Linked DNA regions of Mus musculus: region 2 is linked to region 1. Evidence: chromatin contacts called from public Hi-C data. All regions are on one chromosome and are shown on one strand. The core of a region is the stretch at or near the end of the contact, and the rest is flanking DNA. Distances in the headings are between cores, read along the strand shown.

Region 1 (5,406 bases), core at 1,575-4,074:
TCTAAGCAACATACTAGTCTCCCACCAGCTTTGCTGTAGATAACACCCCTGATGTGTGGGTCGTGATGATGATGATGGTTGCCTAGGCTATTTTTGGGGGGGATAGAAGGCCACTTTTGTTGAAACCACTGACTTTTTAACAGGGGATTATTTGATGGACCATTTCTAGATATCACAGGACCAAAGTCTCCATTCTTGGATCAGGCTGATATTTCCTGAACATGTGTGTGTCCTGTGAGGATCAGATGCGTATTGTGTCACCTCCAGGAGCCTTCCCCCAAATCTTTAATCACTCTGGTATATCCATTTCCACGCCCCACCCTGTCCTTTGGGATGTGGATCTGAGACCTGGCCAAACTCTGAATACACTCTATTTTGCAAAACTTCATTTTAGTAACCAGCATCCTGCACCAGGGCAAAGGGTCCTGGTTATGTAGCAGGTACATTTCTGTCCCTAGTTGCTGATATGGACCTCCTAGGACTCAGCTCTAAGTGAAGGGGAATTATGTGTTTGTTATTTTGTTACAATCAAATATATTATAATATATATAATATATCAAAATTATGTAATATATTATATAACATATTAAATTTTATACACACACACACACACACACACACATATATATATATTATCTGAGTGACTAATGAGGCTACTTAAACTGGGAGTCCTAGTGTCTTAGTTAGGGTTGTACTGCTGTGAAGAGACACCATGACCAAGGCAACCCTAATAAGGACAACATTTAGTTGGGGCTGGTGTACAGGTTCAGAGGGTCATTTCATTATCATCAAAATAGGAGCATGGCAGCATCCAGGCAGGCATGGTGCAGGAGGAGATGAGAGTTCTATATCTTTATCTGAAGGCTGCTAGAAGATTGGCCCCCACATGGTTAGGAGGAGGGTCTCAATACCCACCCCACAGTGACACACTTCCTCCAACATGGCCACACCTCCTAAGAGAGCCACTCCCTGGGCCAAGCTTATTCAAACCACCACACCTTGGCAGCCAGATTAGCTGGTTACCAGAAAGAACCAGTGAATGGACACCAACCTCCATTCACAGGGGAGGCTGGAGCCTGAGTTCCAAAACTTTTGCAAGGATTGTCGCACATTTTCACTTTATGCATGAACTCTGCCTTGTGCCTCTTCTGTTTGGCTCTTCCTAGTTGTATCTTACACAATAAGCCATGTGTTATTAAGGGTTTCTTCGATTCTGTAAGCCACTCTAGTGAGTTACCAACTGCCACACCTCAGCAGAACATCTGTATTTTCCAGTTGACCAAATAGTGTGGAAACCTGAGCACCTTATTTGCATATTTGCATCTGGTTTATGGTGAGTTTTTCAGCCTTTAACTTGTGGCTCTGACACCATCTTCAGGTAGAACAGTGTCAGAATGGAACTGTTGGATACTCACCTGGGAATCAAAACATTGGCAGTAGACAAGGTACTGTCTGGGTGTGAGAATCTGTCCAAGTGAGGGAGACAATTCACTCCAACCTCAAAATCTCTTTGAAGTTCCTAGTTCATTTTTAAACTAGTCTGAGGCTGGGCAGGGGTGGTGTGCGCCTTTAATCTCAGGCAGAGGCAGGCAGATCTCTGTGAGTTTGAGGCCAGCATGGACTACAGAGTGAATTCCAAGATAGCCAGCCCTATACACAGAAAAACCCTGTCTCAAAAAATCAAAGAAACAAACTAGTTTGTGAACATTATACTTATTATCACAATATATCAATGTCTATCTACACGTTAAAAAAAAAGTGTCCTGTGCTGTAGATTTTGTAGATGCTGGAGGTGGGGGCACTCTAGGTAGATCTGGATTGGGAGTCCCATACTGTCAGATTCAGTATGTAGATATGGACACTGTACTGGACACTTAATGACTAGAAAGTCCCAGCCAAGGGACTGAGGGGCCTGTTCCTAAAAATTCCTCTCTAGCTCAGGGTCTTTGGCCATAAAAATAATTTTCCAACTTCCTGGGGTCAAACCTGACCTTAGCTCAGCTCTGGGACCTGAACAGATGTTCCCATCCTTTGTGTGCTACATTGAGTTGGAGTGATGAAGTTTTGTGCACATAAGATCACATGGGAGGGGCCCTCAGCCTTGGGGAGGGATGAGCAGCCTGTGAGTCCTCAATAGATACTAAAATCAGTAACTATTGATGACTCCTTAAATTCTGCTATACCGTGCCCAGTTTAAAAGCCTGGGAAAATTAGCTTTGCTTTTTGTTCCTTGATTTGTGGACCAATATTTCTAAAACCCCAATTTTTTTGTGTAAGTAAGTATACACACAGCCATGGTGAGGCAGTTAGTCACTCCTAAACGGTGGTCCCCAGAGCCTGTCCTCAGCATCTCCCTGTTAGAAATTCTCTCAGAACTGCCTGGGACACCCTGAATCAGATATGAGGGGTGGGGTGGGGGAATGGGAGGTGGGCATGACATTTGGTGATGAAGTTATCAGTTGAAGCTTGATCAAGGCAAAGTTAGCTGGAAGGCAAAGGCACAATACAACACTTAAGGAAGTATCCAGTGCCAGGATATAGTGAGATGTTCTTCCATTAGTCTTCTGGCAATTGGGTTTTGACCGGCAACCCCCAGAAGGCCTGACTGAGCCTTAGAGGGTCTGGGATCCTTGCGGAGGAGAGGTGGCAGTTGCAGGCCAGGCGCAGGCTAAGCGAGAGGGGGGAATGAATGCCTTCAAGTCTGAAGGAAGGCGCTTAGCCATGGAGGGAGGTGCCAGCCCTCTTCTTTGAGGACAGGGGGGTGGGGGTGGGGCGGGAGGACCTTGACGTGCTCTAGTGCTAGGCGCCAATGGCCACCGGGTGCTCTTGTCTGCCTGCCTAGTGAGCTCCCGGTGGGTTCCTGCTCTGTCCCCTGCTCAAGCGCAGCAGCAAGGTCACCAGGTAAGTAGGTGGAAGCTGTAGCTTCGGCCTTCCAGCTTTTAGAACCACTGAGGGGCACAACTACACAGATGCGACCTGGGACTCGAGCGGTTTCGGGGATACAGGATGAAAGGGAAGGGATGCACTTCGCTCGATTGCTTGCCTTAATGACATTCTTGTATCGCGGATTCCCTAGGCCAGTGACAGCCAGGACGTCTCCTCCGGAAGAATAACTTCACAGGCTGGAAAACTTTGTCTAGTTCTGAAAGTTGAGAGCTACCCCAGAGGATACAGACGCGCATAGCAGCCGCGGGGTGGATCAAAGCTATCGGCTAGCCTACGACCTTCAGAAATCCTAGTCTCCACTACGGACGTAGCTCTCAGGTGTTCTGGCTGTCGCGCCTCCCTGTCTTGGCCCTCCCCTTGGGAGCTAGCCGCAGGCCAGCATCCTCCTCCCTCTTGGTCCCGGGCAGCAGCAGCTAAAAGCTGGAGGTTCCAGGCCGAATCCGCTTTCTGCCAGGGTAGGCAAGCCCAGCCGACACTATGCGCTCCTTCTGCTGCGGGAGTAGATAAAAGTTTCCAGAGGACTCTCCGCGGTTCCCGCAGGACGAAACCCGGGGCCGGATCGGACACTGTCATGGATCCCTCGGGAGAACAGCTACACAGATCCGAGGCGTCCAGCTCTACGTCTTCCGGAGACCCTCAATCCGCGGAGGAACTGTCGGTCCCCGAGGTCCTTTGCGTGGAGAGTGGCACCTCTGAGACCCCGATCCCTGATGCTCAGCTCCAGGACCGGCCCCTGTCGCCGCAGAAAGGGGCAGCTCTCCCGGAACAGGAGGAGCTACAGGAATATCGCCGCTCTCGTGCGCGCTCCTTCTCTTTGCCCGCAGACCCCATCCTGCAGGCGGCCAAGCTCCTGCAGCAGAGGCAGCAGGCGGGACAGCCCAGCTCAGAGGGTGGCGCGCCGGCTGGGGACTGCTGCTCCAAGTGTAAGAAGCGCGTGCAGTTCGCCGACTCCCTGGGACTGAGCCTGGCCAGCGTGAAGCACTTCAGCGAGGCCGAGGAGCCTCAGGTGCCCCCGGCCGTACTTTCCCGTCTCCACAGCTTCCCGCTGCGCGCCGAGGACCTGCAGCAGCTCGGGGGGCTGCTGGCAGTGGCAACGATGCCTGATCCTCTCTTGGTACCCTGCGCCCGGCTCCGACCCCACTTCCAGCTCCCGGAGCTGCGCGCTGCGGAGGAGCGTCTGCGGCGACAGCGAGTGTGCCTGGAGCGTGTGCAGTGCTCCCAGCCGCCCCGCGCCGAGGTGACCGGCTCTGGCCGAGTGATCAGTTGCCCCGGACCCAGGGCAGTGGCGGTGCGCTACACTTTCACGGAGTGGCGTACCTTTCTGGACGTGCCTGCTGAGCTGGACCCGGAGTCAGTGGAGCCCCTGCCTCCATTGCAGTCAGGGGACTCTGGATCAAAGGCTGAGGATAGTGAGGAGGGGCCCGGCACCGAGCGTTTCCACTTCTCGCTGTGCCTGCCCCCGGGTCTGCAGCCCAAAGAAGGGGAGGATGCTGGCGCGTGGGGAGTCGCTATTCATTTTGCCGTCTGCTACCGCTGCGAACAGGGAGAATACTGGGACAACAACGAGGGGGCCAACTACACCTTGCGCTATGTGTGCTCCACAGACCCGCTCTGAGTCCGGGAACTTCGGAACTTGGAAAGAGGTTGACCAGCTAGCAAGGGCTCCCCGGGGATCCTTAGCTGAGCAACGCATTGACAGAGCGTGGAGCGATAGGAGTAAAATGTTAAACCATACACTCTCAGCGCAGATTCACGGCAAGCTCTGGCAGTGTTCTCAGTGTTTTTCTCATCACTTCCACTGACCTTTCTACTCGCCTCTTAGAATTCTCAGCCTGCATCCAAATAAGGAACATCCTCGTTTCCCAGGGAGAGGCTCTCTCCAAGAAAAGGGCTCTGGGACCCTGAACCTTGGGGATTTGTTTCTAACTTGAGACTTGGTCCTTACACCTTGATGAAAACCTGCAGGAGAAAGACATGGCAGCCCACCTCCACGTGGGAGAAGAAGGCCTTCACACGTGGAAGCTTCACAGCCAGGCTTGATTTTCAGAAGGCTAGGAGGGCGTCAGCTTGTCCTTTTAACTGGGCTCTGGAAACACCTCCCCAGATTCGATGTATTTTCTTCCGTGATTGGATACAAATGTCTTTTAAGAAAGTAAAGGCCGCGTGAACATGTGTCCTCTCTGTGTTTCATGTTTTACCTTCCGAGGTTTTGGGGAGTCCGTGGCAGTCAGAGGATGCTCGGCTGATGACACGGCAGTGTGACAATTATGAAACAACAGTATTAACACATTTTCTCATGACGTGGAATAGTCCAAGTTCCCCACACTGGGAATAAAAATCTTCAAAATGTTTTGTAAAAAGTATTCGGTCCCTTGCCATAGCAAAATGTTGGAGGAATTAAAATGCCACAGGCCTTGGCTGTGAGTTGCAAGAGCCCATCACATCCGTACCAAACCCTTT
Region 2 (5,406 bases), core at 1,021-3,520, 48 kb after region 1:
CTTCCTCATGATGGGATCCTGGTGGGGTAGTGTTTTGTCAGAGCTTGGTCCATGCTGTTTATTTCCAGAACCATGAAAAAGAAGCTCTTTTCATCATTTATATAAAGTAGCCTGACTCAGGAGTTTAGTTGCATTATTTAAAATGCTGACTAATACATGACTCCTTAGACTTCTGAATGGTCTCTGCTCTTGTCAATGACTAATCTTTTTGATTTCTTGTTTGTCTACTCTGGTCATAAAAACAAAACCATGGCATAGACAGTCCTTTATGGATTTTTTTCATACAGCATTATGATTTCAAAAGTCATCTTAATTACTCTTTTCTAATACCCATTAATACATTATTATATAAAAACTGATGTTAATACTATTTTTACTAATTTAGTATTTAGTTATCTGAAGGAATGATGATTCTAAAATACATTATTTCTAAACTGCCACAAATTACATAGTATTTTGTGAAGGTTATATACTATATAAGGAACCTACTGTGCTCCCCACTCTACTTTGGAGAAAATGCCAACATGTGATAGAAAGCAAGCCCATGCAAGATACGACCAGAGGCTTTAAGATGCAGATGAAGGACAAAAATGAAAAACAAAACAAACATAAGCAAACAACAGTTCCGATTTAAGAGTAAGGAGATTCTGGGGTAGCACATAGGAACACGTGCTAGCGGGGTCCGAGGAAAGCTGAAAGCTGGAGCACCCTTCCTTCGGACCTCCATGTCCTGCTCTCCACACTCATGCTAGGACTCTAAAATGGTATAGTCGCATGATGAAGTGGTATAATCAGATGAAGGTTCTCAAAAGAACAGCTCAATGCTGAATGTCTACTACAGTCCAGACATTGAAATTAGGCACTTTAATTGTGGACATTAATGTCTTTTTAAAATTTAACAAGAGAAGATAACTATTAACATTTGTATTATATATATGTATATCTACATATTCTTTTGCATTAGTTATTTTTCTGTTGCTGTGATGAAATACCATGACCCAAAGCAACTTAAGAGTTTATTTTGGCTTAGAGTTCTAGAAGGGAGTCCACAATGGTGAGGACGGCATGACAGCAGCTGGCCAGAGCAGGAATCTGACTGATTCACACTTTAACTGCACAGAAAACAGGAAGAGAAGAAGAAATGGGTGCAGTGGGTAGGGGATAATAAGCCCCAAAGTTGCTCACTCCCAGTGAGATATTCCAGCAAGTCTACCTCCTAAAAATAACATAACACCACCGTGTTCTAATTTAGAACCTATGGAAGATATTTCTCATTCAAACACCAGACCATTCACATACCAAGGGCACCTTGGCTGGCTCTGCTGGCTTCTAAGAACATGTCAGTGCAGGTGTCTCTTTAAGGTGCTGATTTCACTGATTCTGGGTCTGAAGCTACAGAGGCATAGCTCAGCCATGCAGTGAACTGGTTTCTAGTTGGTGGAGGAACTTCATATTCTTTCTATAGGCTGTCCTACTCACGTTTCTACAAGGCAATGCTTGGGAGATCTTTCTCTGCACCAGGGTCAGCATTTGTTTGTCTCCTTGGTAATAACAACTCTAATTGGGAATGAGGTAGTATCTTGCTGTGGTTTCCAACTGCAGTTTTCTCATGACTTCCCATGTTGAGCATTTTTTCATATACTTGTTGGCCAATTGTATATACATGGCAGGACACCATTAATCCATAAAAAGAATGATATTCTGTCCTACAACATGTGTGGGACTAGCGACCTGTGGAGACCAGCTAACTAAACCCAACTAGTCACAGACAGAAAAATACCATGTATTTCCATTTACATGTTCAGGCTAAGAGTTGATCTTGTGGGAGTAGAGAGTAGAACATGGCATGTATCAGAGTCGAAAGATGGTAGGAGTAGGTAGAGAGGGGCTGGGTAATGGTTATGGACATACACCTTGATAGGAGGACTGAGTTCTAGTGTTTTATCACACAGCAGAATCACCATAGTTTATAACAATGTATCTCAAAAATATGCAGGAGGCTGAATGTTCCTAACACAAAGCTTATTTTGATTGTTACACACCACGTACACATATCAAAGTATCACATGGTATCCTGCAAACATGCATCATTATTTATCAATTAAAACCAAAACCTCTCTGTTGGAGGGACAGGAAGACAAAGAGTTAAAGAGGCAGCTGTAGATGACGACAGCAGGTGACACAGAGAGTTAGCCAGATAGGCCTGCTATCCCAGCACACATGCCCTTCCCAGACACCACACTGCACTTTCACCTCATTTAATGGAGAAACAGAGTCAAAGTTCAAACCCTTTCCTCATCAAAAGTACAGGAAATGCACAGATTCTAAAATGCTGACCAAGACAAGGCAGGTCCTACCCATGACACAAGTCATGACAGGACAGGACAGGACACTGCATTTACAAAGACAACGGCTGGAGCAGAAGACTTAGGAGGATTAGGTAAAGGCATATCTTTGGCTGGTTTTAAGATTTTTGTATTGACTGACATTTTAATGATAATCCCAGTTAATAGTACACATTTTTTTTAAAGGCTTTGCTGACACTTGGTAGGATTTACAACATACTATCTGGATGACAAGAGGTTTGCACATATATCACAAATATCCCCAAAGCATGTAGGTGTTAGTAGGCTATATAGGGTTAGACCAACAAGGATGTGGGCTGCTGGCTTTAGAGATAAGAATGATTTCATGTTTTATAGATATTTATATTTTCTGGCTGGTAACCCCACACCCTGAGCCTCAAACTAGGTTCAGAGAAGCTAGGTCGCTTCTTGTGTACATAAAGGCTAGCTTCTCCTAGCTGGTTGCTCCTGGGATTCTAGTTCACTCACCTAAGGTCTGGTGAATGTAACATACAGTTCAGGCTGAGTAATGTGACAGATTCTCTGTGTGCCTTACCATAAGTAACAATGAAAGAGTGATACGGTACACTGAAGATGCAGACCCTTCTTGTACTACACTGGGTCCTGGCAGGAAAGCTTTCCTTGTGCTGCTTTTCACGTCACATAGAGCTAGCTCCCTACATTAAAAGCTCATCAGCATGCTGTAAAAATAGCCAGTTTTATATTCAATGTCATTTTGGTCTTCACAGGAAATCATATCCAGAGCCTCCATGTGTGATAGAAACTCTTTTGTTTATGATATGTTGGACTTTTAATCTTACATTTCACGTATGAAAGCCTACACTTTATAAAATTATGGGCACTTATACATGTGAGCAGATACAATGCCAGTGACACTGCGCTGCCTCCTGGGAATGCAGAGCGAGAGGCAGGAGGGTGACGTGGCTCAGGTCCCCATGGTTATGTATCTTCTGTTAAAAGGCGATCGCATGAACAGTAGCGTGCACAGCTGTCAGGGATGGAGTTTTGGTTTTCTCTGCCACTTCACTTGCCCCTTGACTTTGGGCGAATCATGTTCCTCGTCTGTAGAATGCCAGGTGATAGTTTCAAATGTCCCCGCTGACCACAAAAGCCACTCTAAGCATATAAAGTGCCATCAAGAAAACATCTCAAGTAGCCTAGGCAAGAGCCCCCAGGACAGGGTTTCTTCTTTTGCAGGCTCTCACACCCACAGTGACTAGCTGCACAACAGAACCTCATTCTGTGAAAGTGTTTACTGACAGGAGACATGAGAGGCCCCAGGATTTTACAGAGCAGGGAACTGAAATTTCAGAACAGCTAAGGATGGCCAAAATCTCTGCAGACTGGAGGAATTTTAGAGACCATGAAGGCATTAGAGGAGTTGGGGGCAGGGAGTGTCTTATAATTTGAGGTAAGGTTTTCCAAACTTTCCAGCCCTCCAACTGGAATTGCACACTGTACTACCACTGGGGCAAATGTTTAACTATAGACAGGATAATGACCAGAGCTCAGCCTTTCTTTCTTCCACACTGGAGATGGAACTCAAAGCCCTGAGCTTGACTGACAGGCATGTGACCTACCACTGTGCTCCACAGCCCACTCTCTTTTCCAATCACATTTATCTATTTTATGTGTGTGCATGTACATGTGTGCTATGAAGCATGCATAGAGGTCAAGAGACAATTTGCCCAAGTTGTCCCTTTCTGTTATCCTGTGAATTCCAGGCATCCATCTTAGGTTTTCAGGCTTGCTGGTAAGTGCCTTTACCATGAGTTTCATGGTGGGTCCCAGTCTTTCTCTTTTCAGGATGAAGAAGGTCAGACCAACAGAGCCTTGGACCTTGTCTGACTGCAAACTGGAGGGGGATTTGGAACAAAAGCTGGCCCACTGGCCCAACCAATCACCCACTGAAAATGGGTTTGAGGCCACCAAGGGCCTCTGGCATATTCTGTGAGGTTATCTGTGTGTGCAAGGAACCTACAGTAATGTGCAAAACAAACCTTGTCGGTGGTTGTTTCCAAGGACAGACTTGTGCCCTGAATGTCCCTCTTCCAGTGTGACTTAAATCTTCATGGAGACACTATTACTGTGCCTGGAAGGTTCTGTGACTCTGACCCTTACACCCCAACGACAGCAGAAGAAATATTGCACGGCACTAGAAGTAATGTGACTTCTGCCTGGCTCATTCTTAGAATTCTAGACCTGGGAAGCTGCCATGCTATGAGGAATCCCAGGCTACAGGGAGAGCTCCCACTTGTGGTCTGGCTGAAATCCCTGGCCTGGCCCCCAGCTGCCAGCCAGCACCAGTTGTCTGACAATTGAATAAGAGGACTTGGGGCTCAGCTTTTGGGTCCCTGATCATTGTATTTGTATTTCAGCCATGTTTGGATTTCTGACCTGGAGAAGTAGAGTATGGTATAAAATGAAGATTCTTACTGCAATCCACCATCAGACAGGTTGTTTATTATACAACAATAATGGGTATTCACGATCCTTGAGATAAGAGTCTACCTTACATTTGTTATTTTAACTTCTACTACTCTTCCATTCCACACTTTCTTCAACTGTTTATGGAGAAAATAAAAAGCCACGTTTAAACGTTTTCTCCTTTAAATTTGAAAAATAACATTCTTTGTATCAAAAGATAGTGTTACACCTCTTTGGGACTATAGCCACACCCAGATTTTAAGGGTATACTACACAATAGCAGTTCAGTCATCTTCTGTTTTACACAGTCTTTATTCACTATAGAGTCCCTAGGCATCTTGCCCTCCCCAGCCCCCATATCTCACAGTCTGCAGGTCAGTGCTATCTTCTACAGCACCCCCTGATCCTGTTCTGCATGGTTCACCATGGTCTACTCATTCTAGGTATTTCCTGCTCAGCATTTCATGGACCTCCAAGGAGCTGAGATGCCCCACGCATTGTTTCAGGGCAGAAAAGACCAGCATGTTCCCACTTCATGTTCACACTGACAGACTTCAAGAGACTCAAAAGACATCTGTTAGTGCACTAAGGCCTTCAGTGCCTACACTGAAGG

The links. Hi-C and Micro-C count contacts between places; a contact is called where the count stands out from the background.
Region 2: a contact with region 1 is called in a Hi-C map of liver, with 3 times the contacts expected there. The contact joins the enhancer-like site here to the promoter of Ppp1r3g in region 1. A contact is called at or near these places in 5 of 484 Hi-C or Micro-C datasets (all in liver), 1 of 115 datasets of contacts at active chromatin or transcription factors (hepatocytes) and 1 of 9 other capture datasets (adipose tissue).

What each region holds. Positions count from the first base shown.
Region 1 is chr13:35,965,082-35,970,487 of GRCm38.p6, forward strand. Ppp1r3g (protein phosphatase 1, regulatory subunit 3G) reads left to right here and starts at 2,825. Exons shown (of 2, transcript NM_029628.1): 1 at 2,825-2,901; 2 at 3,077-5,307. The coding sequence starts at 3,518. The coding sequence ends at 4,561.
Region 2 is chr13:36,013,596-36,019,001 of GRCm38.p6, forward strand. All of the region lies in intron 2 of Lyrm4 (LYR motif containing 4), which reads right to left. Among named protein-coding and RNA genes, the nearest start is that of Ppp1r3g, 48 kb to the left of the region's middle. Within about 2 kb of position 2,271, at least 8 of the 459 cell types and tissues checked have an H3K27ac peak or open chromatin away from gene starts, as enhancers often do. A contact at or near this core is called in hepatocytes and liver, where this site is marked.